Linked DNA regions of Gossypium hirsutum: regions 2 and 3 are each linked to region 1. Evidence: chromatin contacts called from public Hi-C data. All regions are on one chromosome and are shown on one strand. Each heading gives the region's core, a stretch centred on a gene start, on an enhancer-like site or on the middle of the called end of the contact. The rest is flanking DNA. Distances are from core to core; before and after follow the strand shown. Region 1 holds the start of LOC107903760 (mitochondrial import inner membrane translocase subunit PAM16 like 2). Region 2 holds the start of LOC121208480 (importin beta-like SAD2). Region 3 holds the start of LOC107896970 (protein CMSS1).

What was found. A called contact is a pair of places that touch in the nucleus more often than the background predicts.
Region 2: a contact with region 1 is called in a Hi-C map of leaf, with 2.8 times the contacts expected there. The contact joins the promoter of LOC121208480 here to the promoter of LOC107903760 in region 1. A contact is called at or near these places in 3 of 34 Hi-C or Micro-C datasets (hypocotyl and leaf).
Region 3: a contact with region 1 is called in a Hi-C map of leaf, with 2.5 times the contacts expected there. The contact joins the promoter of LOC107896970 here to the promoter of LOC107903760 in region 1. A contact is called at or near these places in 9 of 34 Hi-C or Micro-C datasets (anther, callus, hypocotyl and 2 more).

The regions. Positions count from the first base shown.
Region 1 is chrA10:77,104,095-77,108,416 of Gossypium_hirsutum_v2.1, forward strand. It overlaps LOC107903760 (mitochondrial import inner membrane translocase subunit PAM16 like 2), which reads right to left and starts at 1,886. Exons shown (of 4, transcript XM_016829908.2): 1 at 1,651-1,886; 2 at 1-83. The coding sequence starts at 1,653.
Region 2 is chrA10:77,977,351-77,981,672 of Gossypium_hirsutum_v2.1, forward strand. LOC121208480 (importin beta-like SAD2) reads right to left here and starts at 2,508. Exons shown (of 22, transcript XM_041079212.1): 1 at 2,206-2,508; 2 at 1,977-2,112; 3 at 1,782-1,869; 4 at 1,514-1,663; 5 at 1,056-1,218; 6 at 325-509; 7 at 60-233. The coding sequence starts at 2,295.
Region 3 is chrA10:77,639,345-77,643,666 of Gossypium_hirsutum_v2.1, forward strand. LOC107896970 (protein CMSS1) reads right to left here and starts at 2,409. Exons shown (of 6, transcript XM_016822291.2): 1 at 1,980-2,409; 2 at 1,693-1,888; 3 at 1,290-1,362. The coding sequence starts at 2,262.

The DNA.
Region 1 (4,322 bases), core at 636-3,135:
AGTGCTTGACGGTATGCCTGAACAACGGCCCGAGCCAATATACCTGAGCCCATTACAATTAAGTTGGCAAGAATCTTCGCAGCCTACATTTAAAGATATACAGATAAGCAAAGAAGAATGATAATACAAAGGAAAAAAGCCTAAAAAGAAAATGTAAAGTTTAACTATTTTACACTCACCCATTGCAACATTCACTCTTCCCTGAATAGTTTTATCAAGCAAGAAGACAGTATTTCAAATCCCAGAATTCTTAAAATCAAGACACCAGACAACACTTAAATAGAACCAGAACACAGAGAAAGAACCACAAAACAGCTCAATAAAGCTTACTGCAAACTTCCTAAAACCTTGTTTAGAATTTAATTTTATCTGGAACTGATTCTTTCAATTGAAAGTTGCATGTCTGTGGCTCAATGTAAGATATTGTTACCTCTATTTTGTCCTTCGATCACTTTCAGGTTGAACACATTCGTGACTTGCATCACCTATAATTGAAGAAATATCACTGCTATAACTAGCAATGAAGTTGTATGGCTTGATAGAATAATGATGCTACCCCAATCATTCTAACAACAACTCACTTTAATGCCGGATTTGGTGGTTTGGGAAAACTAAGCATTAAACCTATTTAAAACCTAATGTAACTAGATTCAATTGGGAATTGAGATCCATTTGGATTCTTAAAAATAAAATGAATATAGAGTCCAAAACTAAGGAAGCTGATGCCTATGACAAACTATAGCAAACAAAAACAGTTACACCCTATAACATCAAAATTAAGAAAGGAAAGATAGATAGAGACACTGAAGCAAGAATTGACATACACAACAAGCAAAATCACTCAAGTTTGGGGTTTTAAGAGCACTAAAAACTAAGCTCCAACCTTAGTAGATCTAAGAGAGCAAAAGAAACACTCGTATTACAAAAGCTATTTGGCCTCAGCTTGAAAAAACTTGATTTCAGCTTGACCAAATCTCGAGCTAGTGAAAGAGCTGAATTTGAGTATTTGACTCAAGTAGTTTAAGAGCTTAATCGAGCCTTTTCTTTTTAATTACTATTAAATGTTTCAATTCAAATCCAAACTTGAGTATAGAAACTGAGTTTATATTTTACTTTAATTGAGTAAGCTCATCCAGTTCGACTATTATCTCAAATTGCTTCAGTTATAAAAGCAAAATTCAATCAAACTCAAGTTGAGCTTCAAGCCTTGCATTTCAGCTCGAGTTTTGAATGATTTGAGCTCGACTACACACTGTAAACTGGCCTACTCTTTCGAATTATATCACTCGCTTCCAAAATCAAAAACCGAAATTCATACTGATACTAAAAAAGAGCAAAAAGTTGAACCAGATCATTTTAACTTGAAACAAGATTATGTCCAAGACAATAACATCCATAACTTCTGTAGCAGATTATCAGGAAATTACTAACCAAGTTATTGATGAATCATGAATCTCAATTACCTAAAAGTTTACAAGCAAACTAAAAACATCCAAACAAACATTCAGAAAGAGCATTTTTAACATTCTGTTCCATTATAATTGTCTGTATTTAACAATAATTCATCGAAATGAAATACAAAAAGAGAAGAAAAATCATACAACTGATTCATTAGATCAAATATTAGAGAAGGGTAATAGAGAAACGTACCATAATGGATCGAAATTCGAGCTAATCAATGATTTATATGAGAAAGGTTCTTTTTACCCCGAAGAAAAAGGGGAAAACAAAATTGATTTCTGTCGGAAGAAAATTTAGAAAAAAGGGATAAACGGAGAAGGAAAATTCGAGAAAGCGAAGCAGTCTTTTTCGGGGGTCTTTTTTTTTTAATGAAAGTTTATGCGACTTCCATACCTTTTACGGAGCCTGGAATTGTTAGATTCTTTCCTCTTTTTTTTTTAATGATTATTTATGTAAGAAACCCAAATTGTTTTTGGGCTAAATTGCATTAATCGATGAGTGATAAAGCCCAAATCTTTTGGATTTAGAATCCAACAACGAAATTCTGCTAAACAAATTCAAAATGTTTTAGAAAGAAGGGTAAAGTACAAAAATAATTATTAAACTATTGATTTTCTTCTATTTTAATTATTTTATTATTAATTTAGTCATTAAATTTTTTGAAATTAAATATTTTACTCACTCACCCTTAATCGTAGTTAGATAAGTGATGGGGGAGTTGATGTGGGTTATTTTATTAGTTTAATAATAAATTTAACACTATAAAAATTTAAGCATCACATATTTTCCAATAATTTTATCAATTGGATGTTAAATATATATATATAAAAAAATCAACAAATTTATTCAACAATATTTTAAAAAAGATCAATAAATTTAGCATTTTTACTCTGAACAACCCACCTTCTTGCTCTTCTGGATTGTTATTGTGTAGCTGTCTTCACCACAAGGTACGAATATTACTCCGTAGCTCACTTCCCATGTCAGAAAGCATGCATGCATTCCATAGCTTTCTCAAACTTAACTAATATATGTTAAAGTACTAATAAATGTAAGGATTAACTAATAATTCTGTCATAGGTTAGCACCCAAAAGGTCAAGCTGAGAGTGTCGAAGATGGAAAGTAATGTCGGCTCGAGTATGCATTCTTTCACCTTGCAACACAAAGAAGTTGCCCATTTGACTGTAAAGTGTAACCAGTAGAAAAGATTACAATTTACAGCCTGCGTAACTGTGCAAAGTCTCCACGGATTTACTCGGCCCGTAAGAGACGTTTTGATTTCCACTGCCGTCTTTTCAAACAAACTGAGATTGTAGCTATGGCCTGCATCCAAGGAATTAATTTAGTATTTGATGAAAAAAAAATTATGATGTATAAAAGTATGATTTATGTTTACTCTTAACTGAGTTAAAAAGTATACCAAATTTTGAAATGAAGATGTAATTGTGATTAATAAATTTAACAAAATTAAAAATAAAATGTCAAAATTGAAGTTTATAATTTAATTTTAAAATGTTTTAAATAAAAATTTAGGGGAAAATGTAATTATATAGTGATTTGGTAACGAGTTTTTAATTATTATATTAAATAAAATAATATTTTTATATATCAAAGTTTTTTATGAAATTAGTTTAGTAATTTGCTTTTCTAAAAATTGAACTTAAAAGATAAATTTTGTAAACATTAGAGGTTAAATTTGTTGATTTTTTTAATATTTAGGATCAAATTAATAGAATGTGTAAATATTAAAGGGTTAAATTTATTATTAAACCAATAAAAAAAATCACGCCATTTTTTCGTCAATCATCTAATGACAACTAGCGGGAGAGTGACTAAGATATTTAATTTCAAAAAGTTTAGTGATGAAATCGAAAAAATTAATAGTTAAGTGACCAAAAGAGAACAAAGTCAATAGTTTAGACACCATTTTTGTATTTTACCCAAGAAAGTAAAGAAACAAGGAATTGGAGGAGATTATGAGAGAAATAAGTATTTTATTTATCATTATGAATATTTATAGTGCTTCTCCAAATTTTATATTTATAGGCATAAGAAATATAAATGAAATAAAATTTTACTCCTAATGGACATCGGAGTCCTAAAGTATATTAAATTTCTTATTTTAATGGATATCCACTTTATAATAATAAAATATTTATGACACTCTCCATTGGATGTCTATCAAAAGATAATATGTCACATTAAAATCTTATTAAGATAAAAACCTTGTGAAAAAAATTCTTAGTGAAGGAAAAAGAAAATATATATTTATAACACGCATAACATATTGCCTCATTAAAAACCTTATTCGAAAAATCTAGTGGGGCAAAACCTCAATTATGTATTTATTCCCCTTCATGATAACATCATATAGTATCTTAGATTCTACGTATTTCATTCTTGAATACTAGTTTTTCAAATGATCACTTGAGTATATTTGTTAAATGTTCATATCATTATTTTTCTAAAAGTACTCATGAGCAAAAACAAAATTTATGAAAATATATTTTGATCTCTTCAGGAAGTTCAACAATAATTATAGCAAACTTTGATCATGATCATTTTATAAAAAAAATACATATGTTCAAAAAATTCTAGTTCATATAAAAATTTACTCAAGTGTATTGAACAATTTCTTTGGAATTTTTATTTGCTTCTAGTGTTCTAAATCTTTTAAGGATTTTAACATAAAAACTTCACTACATAATGATTCGTATAAAATGCTATAATAACAACAATTAGAAGCATATCAAATTCTCATGAATTGTTAGACTAATAAGATATTTAAAGATTATTACATCCACATAAAAATATTATATTTTTTCATAACCAATGCCAGAACATATTGAAAATTTTCATT
Region 2 (4,322 bases), core at 1,258-3,757, 870 kb after region 1:
CTAAAGAACATCAAAAGCACCAGCAATTGGTATGACTTATGCAGAAAGATATTGCGAACCTGCTGCTTAGATATTGAAGAACAAGGTTGGTAACTCTGTCAGGAAGATAGCCTCCAACACGAATAATGCCCAATAAATTTAAGTGGCATTCCAAAACTTTTCCTGCATAATTCTTCTGAAACATTTGAGCAAAAGCCCTGTTTTCTGGATTCCTAAGCTTCAAATCTCCAAACCTATCAAATAGCCACAAAAATCACAAAATGCCTAATAACATGAGCCCTATCATAAATTACTTCAAAACATGTTGCAATTTTAAAAACATACCGAGTGAATAACCTATTTAAAATATGTACGGTCCATTTCTTCACCTTCCACCACCCCCATGATTTCCTGAGCTCAGGATCTAAAGGCTGGCCTTCCTGAGGTACAGGCCTCTCCAGAACATTTAAGAAAAGCATCATCCAAGCATTGAACACATTTGGATCAAGTAACTGCTTTGGAATCTCCAACTGAAAATTAGACAATAGCCCAAAGATGGCATATGAATCATACACCTCTCATAAAAACAAGTCACAGGAAACAAGCTGTAGTAGAAATATAATACAAGTTTGCTCAAAATATTTGGCATGTGATTTTTCCTGCAGCTCCAAAAATCAGCAAAAAATTCTTTTCTACATTGGATTAATTAGCATGCTAGTAATAGATTAAGAAACTTTGCACATCAGAACTAAAAAGAAAGTAAAGACTGCCTATTATTTTATTGGTGATAACATAAGCAGATATCAAGAGTTCATAATAATAGCACCATATAAGATCAACAAATCCGTATCAAAACATTACAAACCATAATAGGTACAATCTCAAATAAGAAAATTTTCATTACATAATTATGCCAAAAAGTTGGAAGTAAAAATACAAACAGAATATGGAAAACAGGAATGAATATAAAAAAGAAGTAAAATACATGTCAAAAGCTCCCCTTTAGCACCCCATTAACAGATCAAGTGATAAATACAAAAAAGATGCACTATAAAACCAGTAAATTAAAAACTTACATAGATTGATGACCAGAAAATTTTGCAAACAAGCTTGATTAGATCTGCTACTTCCACTGATGGTTTGTCAATCTGCACAAGTTTATTAAATATATTGAGAAGATGAGGAAATGTTTCTTCAACAATGTGTTGAACAGGAGTTCTCTCCTCCTCCGACTTGAACCTAGAATAATAAAGAAAATGATGAAATTAGTATTACAAAAAAAAAATTCAATCACCAAATTAAGAGAAACAATTAGTTGTTATTTGTATTAAAACATTATAACACTTTTAAATAGAGAAAGCTGCCTTCTAGCATATATTGCACCCAAGCATTAACGCCATGGAAAAGTGCTAGTTGAATTAAACAAATACTTCAATCACCTTGAGTGAGCAACTTGCATTAAGAAAATTAAGATATGAAAACGACAACAAAGAAACCATGCAGACAAAAAGAGAAAAGTATGGTGCATGCTTACTCATATTTCCTAGCAAGAATCCGCAACACAAACAAAGCCCCATAAACCAGCTGATCTTGTAGGTTATGCTTTACCCAGTCGAGAAGACGCAGCCAATGCTCCGGATAGTCAGCATTGATAATGGTCTTGAGACACTCACCCAATTGCACCCTGCAACAAAGCCAATATGATGAATCTTACAACTTACGCAAGTAATCTGCACGCACTACCAATGAAACAGTAAACAATTCAAAGAACAATAAAAAAAGGGGCCAGCAAAGAATTTTACCTCAACAAAGGAGGAACTTCAGCCACATACACAAGAATATTATCGCGAACCACATCCTTATCACTTGGAGAAATTTTTTGTTGCTCATCTACATTTATTAAAAATAAAAATATATATACGTTCATATTCATAGATATAAACATAAACATCAGAAAAAAAATATACAAAGAAAAAAGTGATTGAAATTTTGAATACTTGGATCATGAGGAGCCCAATTCTTAGCAATGAAGTTCTTAAAATGAATAGAAGCAAATTGTCGAACCGCGATATCGCGATTATTATCAACAATGATCTGCAATAGTCTCACCAGATGCTGAGGCGTATACTGGAACTGAAACCAAACAAAATCCAAAATCCAATAAATCAATCATTTGATCTAAAAACAAATTATCAAAATCAATTAATAACAATTAAAAAAAGAAACCTGATTAAGACTTTGTTCAGCAGCTTTGCGTTCAGCAGGATTGGAACTAAGAGCAGCTTGAAGAACAAGAGTAAGACTTGGAAGATCCATTTTTTTAATCAAAAAATTTTAAAAAGGAAAACAATTCTAAACCCTAGCTGCTCAAATTCAGTACAATGAGATGAGAGACTAGGGTTTAGACTTGAGAGAAAGAGAAGGAAATTGAAAAAAGAATAAAATAATAAGAAGAAGAAGAAAGAGATGGCAGTATGCGGAGGGAGACAGCTAGAGGTTGAGAGAAAGAGAGAAAGAGAGGGGGGGCTATTTAAATAATTAGGGTTTACGGTTTTGTGTTTTTAACTTAAAAAAGCAACACTTTACTTGGTTTTACTTTTACAAGCAGTCAACTTTCTAACGATGTCGTTTTGACGTTTAGCTCCCGAGACCAGAGTCAGCAGCAAGGGAGAAAGCGCCCGCACGTGTATTTCTCGGCGACTGTGTTCAGTTTTCTTGTAAGAAAATGATTATTTATTCGTTAATGGCTTACGCTTGTTTAATAATGCTTTAAAAATATACTTTTATCTTCAAAAGTATTTATTTTTGGAATAAAATTATGTAGATGAAATTTTTAGTTTTCCAGGAGTGTTTTTAAAAAGATAAGTTAAAATTTGTAGTTTTTTATCTTTTAAAAATATTTTTTGTGTTTAATCATTTTTTCACCTTTTTAATAATATAATATTTTTTTCTTTTTTTTAATGTTTAATTATAAATATGTTAAAATTATTAATTAAAAATAAAAATATTTTTTAAAATATTAATTATAAATATTTAATGGTTATATTTAAATATTTAAAATATAGTTTATATATTTTAATTAAATTTTATAAATAATTAACATTTATTGTTTAAAAATATTTGAATTTTATATTTCATATATTAAATTATTAATAATAAATTATAATAATTTTTTATATTCTTACTAAAATATAATAACATAAACTACTTTAAATATTATTTAAATGCATATTTGTTACTTGATAACATGCATAAAATGGATATTTTATTTCTCAAAAATATTTTTTGTAAGCAATGTTAAACAATCAAATTTTAAACTAAATTTTTCAAAATCGCTTTTCAAAAGTACTTTTTCACAGCACTTTTCAAAAGTATTGTTAAACTGGCCCTTAATAGTTAATATATATTGGGTATACTACCAAAATATCACTAAACTATTGCCTTTATTCTATTTTGGTCACTGAACTATTAATTTTTTAATTTTATCACTGTTTTTTAATCAAATATTTCATTCACTTTCCAGTTAGTCGCTAGATAAGTGACGGAAAGTTGATGTCGTCCTTTTTTATTAGTTTAATAACAAATTTAACTCTCTAATATTTTCACATTTTATGATCTTAAATATAAAATATTCAATAAATTTACCCTCAATGTTTACAAAAATTATCAATTTAATTCAAATTCTAAAAATTCAATAAACTTAACCATCAAAACTTACAATATTTTTCAATAAATACAACCTTCAAATTACCATCAACCAAGATTAACCATTTATTAAATTCACATATTTTCAATGTAGGATTTTGTTTTCACACCAAAATTGGATAAACAAACCAATAATGATCGCATCTTTTCTTTTCTTATATTTTTATTTATTTAATCGACACATCACAAAAAATTAAATCATCTAGATTTATTTTATTTAATCTCTCTATAATTTTCCATCATCTAATTAATTGATAATATATATTTATAAATTGTCAATTTATCAAATATAAATCCTAAAAATATAAATGTTCTGGTTTTTTTTTTAGGAAGGATAAATGTTCTGGTTATAAGCAATATCAAGGATATGTTTCTATGTGCAACGTCAAGCACCAGCATCAATTTTTTTCATCTAAATTTGTGAAATGAAATTTTTAAATGACAATTTTTTTAGAGTTAGAATTAAATTTATAGTAATTAAAATTTATCATTTAAAATTTTTTTAATTAGAACTAAATTGATAAATTTTATAAATTTTGAGAGTTAAATTTATAAAAAAATTTATCGAACTAAATTGAAATTTTAGTAAATATTAAGGGCTAAATTTGTTGAATATTTAATATTTAGAATCAAATCGA
Region 3 (4,322 bases), core at 1,159-3,658, 540 kb after region 1:
TTACAAAGTATATCATGGGTAACAATGTATTTAACATCTACCAAACTGTCTGAATTGGATTCCATAAAGCTTAACTGTAAAGCTTGACTGTCTAATAATATATTTTTGGAAATACTGTATTCTAGAAAAGAAGAGGGGGGGGGGGAAGAGGAGAAAGAGAGAATGACAATAGATTACATGGTACATCCAAGTCTCAGATACAGAATAATAAATTACAAAAATTGCGTCTTTGATCACTTTTTGACACCAACTGGCACATTTGTGAAAGCAAAATCTCAAATGGTTTACTTAAGAACTGATTCCTTTTGAAGACCAGAACATTGATGATAAACCCAGAACACTACTTCTATGCAGCAAAGCTAGAGATGTGTACGTGAAAACTTTATCACCCCAATAGAGGGACCTTTCATCAAAAAACAATTTCAGGATCCTTTGTGTTTATTATTGGAATTAACCCACAAACAAAACTACTATTACTACTAAAATAGTGAAGGGCCCTTCCCACCCCACATCATCACACACACTCCAAACACACAGACTCCAAAATCAAGTAGTCAAATAACAGGCTAAGACAGATTTTACTAACTAAACATAAAAACTTCAAAAAATCAAAGAAAGTTGGGATAAAAACTGCAGATTGATATTAAGCTACACCCTCTAACAATCAATTGCCCAACATTGAAATCCTACTGGCTCTTGGTAATTGCCTTTGATACTTGAGAACAGTAGACGACTGCAACCATATAACCAATGCTATTGTTGAGAGCTAGGCCATATTATCAGGACACAGTTACGCGTGAATATTACTCCCATATCCGTATAATATCATGTCAAAACAGGAACTTCAGCCAAAAGTGCGAAGTATATGCAATGAAGATTAATTAAAAGCTTCTTATGTCTTCAAGCTTTTTGAACGTTTTTAAGTAAAGTTTAGGTGTTTAAATCTTGAATCTCATGTTCTAGGCATATGCATGTAAATTATTTTTTCCTCTAATTTCAACTCTATTTTAGTTTGAAAATCAACCTTAAATCAAACCTTTCTGAAGTAATCTATCTGATAGAACAACTCTAGTCTCTAAATCAAGTTATATATAATGTATTTGTTGAAGTTACTCTTCTATAAATAACTATCCAGCCCATCAATTGTCAAAAGAACGAACATTTAAGTAGCACCATCACAAAAAGTACAAACCTCTCAACACCATGGATTCCAACTCATAAAGAGTAATAGTAAATAACAATTAGCATGTAGCATTCAAAATTAGTGGCTTAGAGCAATAATAAACTACCTGTTCATCAATCTTCATGTGCTTTGAAAACAGCTTTACAGCATGGCATTCTTTAGTCAATGTGCGCATGCCCCTAGAGGAACAGAACAAAATTTTCAGTCCCTTTTTAGCCAGAATAAAAAATAAATCAAAATTTAAAATATTTTCACAAACATGCACTCCTACTGTCCTACAACAGGGGAATCAAAAAACTCCTAAGTTCTGGTTAATTTACTCTTCTTTTCACTTCTCCCCACTTTGCTATCTAAATGAAAAAAACTATTATTCTTTTCTCTCCAACCCTCCACTCCAAATAAATATTCATCAATATCTATATCAAACATAACTATGATTTTACCTTTTCTTTTTTTCATTTTCATAAACGAATGAAAATTATGTAACAAGGAAACCGAGGCTAACGAACCTTAAAAGTTCAATAGATCGTAAAGCTGAAGGAGCAACAACAAGAACAGCAGGACTTCCTGCTTCAATTTTCCCTTCAATGTGCTTCCCTTCACAAAGCTCTTCTTTCCATTTGGCACCAAAAGCTTCCTTTATATGTTTTTCTAGCTTCATTACATCTTGACCCAACTCTTGAGAGACATCCAAAAAACAACTATCTACACAATATTGTAAGAACAAAGAAGAAGAAGAAATTCAAACCCCCTTTTCAAGTTTTTAATAATCTCCGATTAATAACTTCAATATTACCTTTAATTGATTCCAATTCGAGAGAAGAGAGTTGGACACCATTGGCGGACTCAAACTGGCTAAGAAAATAACGAAGCTGCTGCGACGGAGATGCCGGCTGCGACGGTTGGTTGTTCTTGTTGTTGCCAGTAACAGAGGTAGTTTTGGTTTTGATTTGGCGGTTGGCTGTGTTCTTGGTGTTTGTCTTCTTCTTGAACTTGGATTGGGATTTGGGATTGTTAGGGCCGAAGGGTTTAGGGGTTCGGCCAGGTTTCTGAGTTTTCTCCGGTTTCCCACTCCCCATTGCTTTACTGCGCTTTTTTCTTTTTTCCTGACCAAACTGCGGCTTTTCTTCACTCACTAATGCTTATAGCTTAAGCTAGGTTTTTAAACGTAAACTGGCCAACACTATTTAGACTCGTTCAGTGAAGCTGCTGATCTGCCTTGGACAAAATTGTTTTCAGTTGCAATTAGTCTTAATTTACTATTTCACTTTTAAAGTATACTCCTTTTCCATTTTGGTATTTAAAATACTTTTTTTCCTAATTTAGCATTAAAAATATACTAATTTTTTAATTTATATCTAAAATATGTTAAAAAAATATTCTTATAACCAATCATAAAATGTAACGTGACTTCTTTATATAAAAAATAAATATTTTTATTAAAAATATATACATATTAAAATATATAAAAATAGAAATAAATATATAAAAATTCATAAAAATGCATAGAAAAAAACAAATAATTTTTTTTATAAAATTTTAAAATATATAATCATCAAATTAAAAAGATATTTCAATTTCAATTTTTTTAATTACTTGAAATTTAAATACCTTTTAATTTTTTATAATTTTTTTCAATTTTTATATATTATTTTGACTTTTTAAAATTTATAATTTTATACTTAGAATTTCATACAAAATATTTAAACTTTTTTTAAAAAAATTACATAATTTTTACATATTTAATCACTATAATATATAATACTAAAAAATATTTAAAAAGGATATGTGGTGTGTTTTAATAGCACCATGTGGTCAGTCAACACTCAGTCAACAAATGATCAATGTCAAAAGTGTTTTTTTATATTTAAATATTTAATATTATAATTTTTTAAATTTTAAATTTAAATTTAATCTTTTTATTTTAAATAACTTAATTGTCGCGTGGTATTTTTTATTGGGTTAAAACATGTCGCGTGACGCTTTTTCATTGGCCAAAGTTGCATGTAAGGGCGTAGCCAAGGGGCTAGCAGGGGCCCTACCCCCTAAAATGAAAAATTTTTTTATTTAGACTCCTTTAAAGTTTTTAAATTTTAAATTAGTAGAGGTAAAATTACACTTTGGCCCCCTAAAATAATAAAAATTTAATTTGATCCTTTAAAAATTATAATGATATAGATATTAAAATAGTGAAATTGTATTTTTATTATCGTAAAAATATACAATTTAATTTTAACCATTTTAAAAAAATTTCTAGCTTTGCCCCTGGTTGTCTAACAACTTTTTCAATGTCCGTTACAAAATGGACCAAAAATAAAGGAAATTGATACTTTATGTAACGATCCGAATTCCAATGGTGTCGAAAAATGCAACTTCAAAACCCCATTTCTATAAACCGAGTTCATAAATATAAAATAGGAATTTTACGAAGTTAAAATATAATTATATTAAAGTTCAGTTAAGTAATTTAGCCGAAAATGTAGTTAATTAAAGCTCAAGGACTAAATTATAAAAGTCCAACCGCTATTGAGTTTAATTAAGAAAAGGCTTGGAGATCTAGATAATAATTATCCAAAAGGCTAAAGTGGTTATTTAACCATTATTAATCTTGAGATAGTGGATGATGATGATAATTACCATTAAGTTTAAACTAATAGTAGTTGAAATATATTAAACTATGATTAAACTAAACAATTAAGATTAGTTATAACTTAATTTAAGTATATAAGTTAAAGTTAGTGGATAAAAAAATGAAACCATCATCTTCTTTCGCAAGAGCACCGCCACCATTAGAAAAAAAAGAAGAAAAGAAAACTTTAGCTTCAAACATTCGACCAACCAAAATTCATAAGGTAACCAAGCCCTTTTTCATGTGATTTTTACAGATTTATGATCATGAGAGTTTGATTTAGCTAGCTCATCTATTAAATTTTAAATTTTTGATTTTTTAGCAAGTTGTCATTGTTGAGGAATTGATGAATTAGGTTTGAAATTGATAGAAATTAAGCTTAGATCATGATAAGGACTAAATTATAAATTTAAATAAGCTTGGTTGTTAACTTTGTAACATTAGGGGTGAAATTGAATAAATTGAAAACCTAATATGAAATTATGCTAGGAACAAAAAGTATAGGGTCCC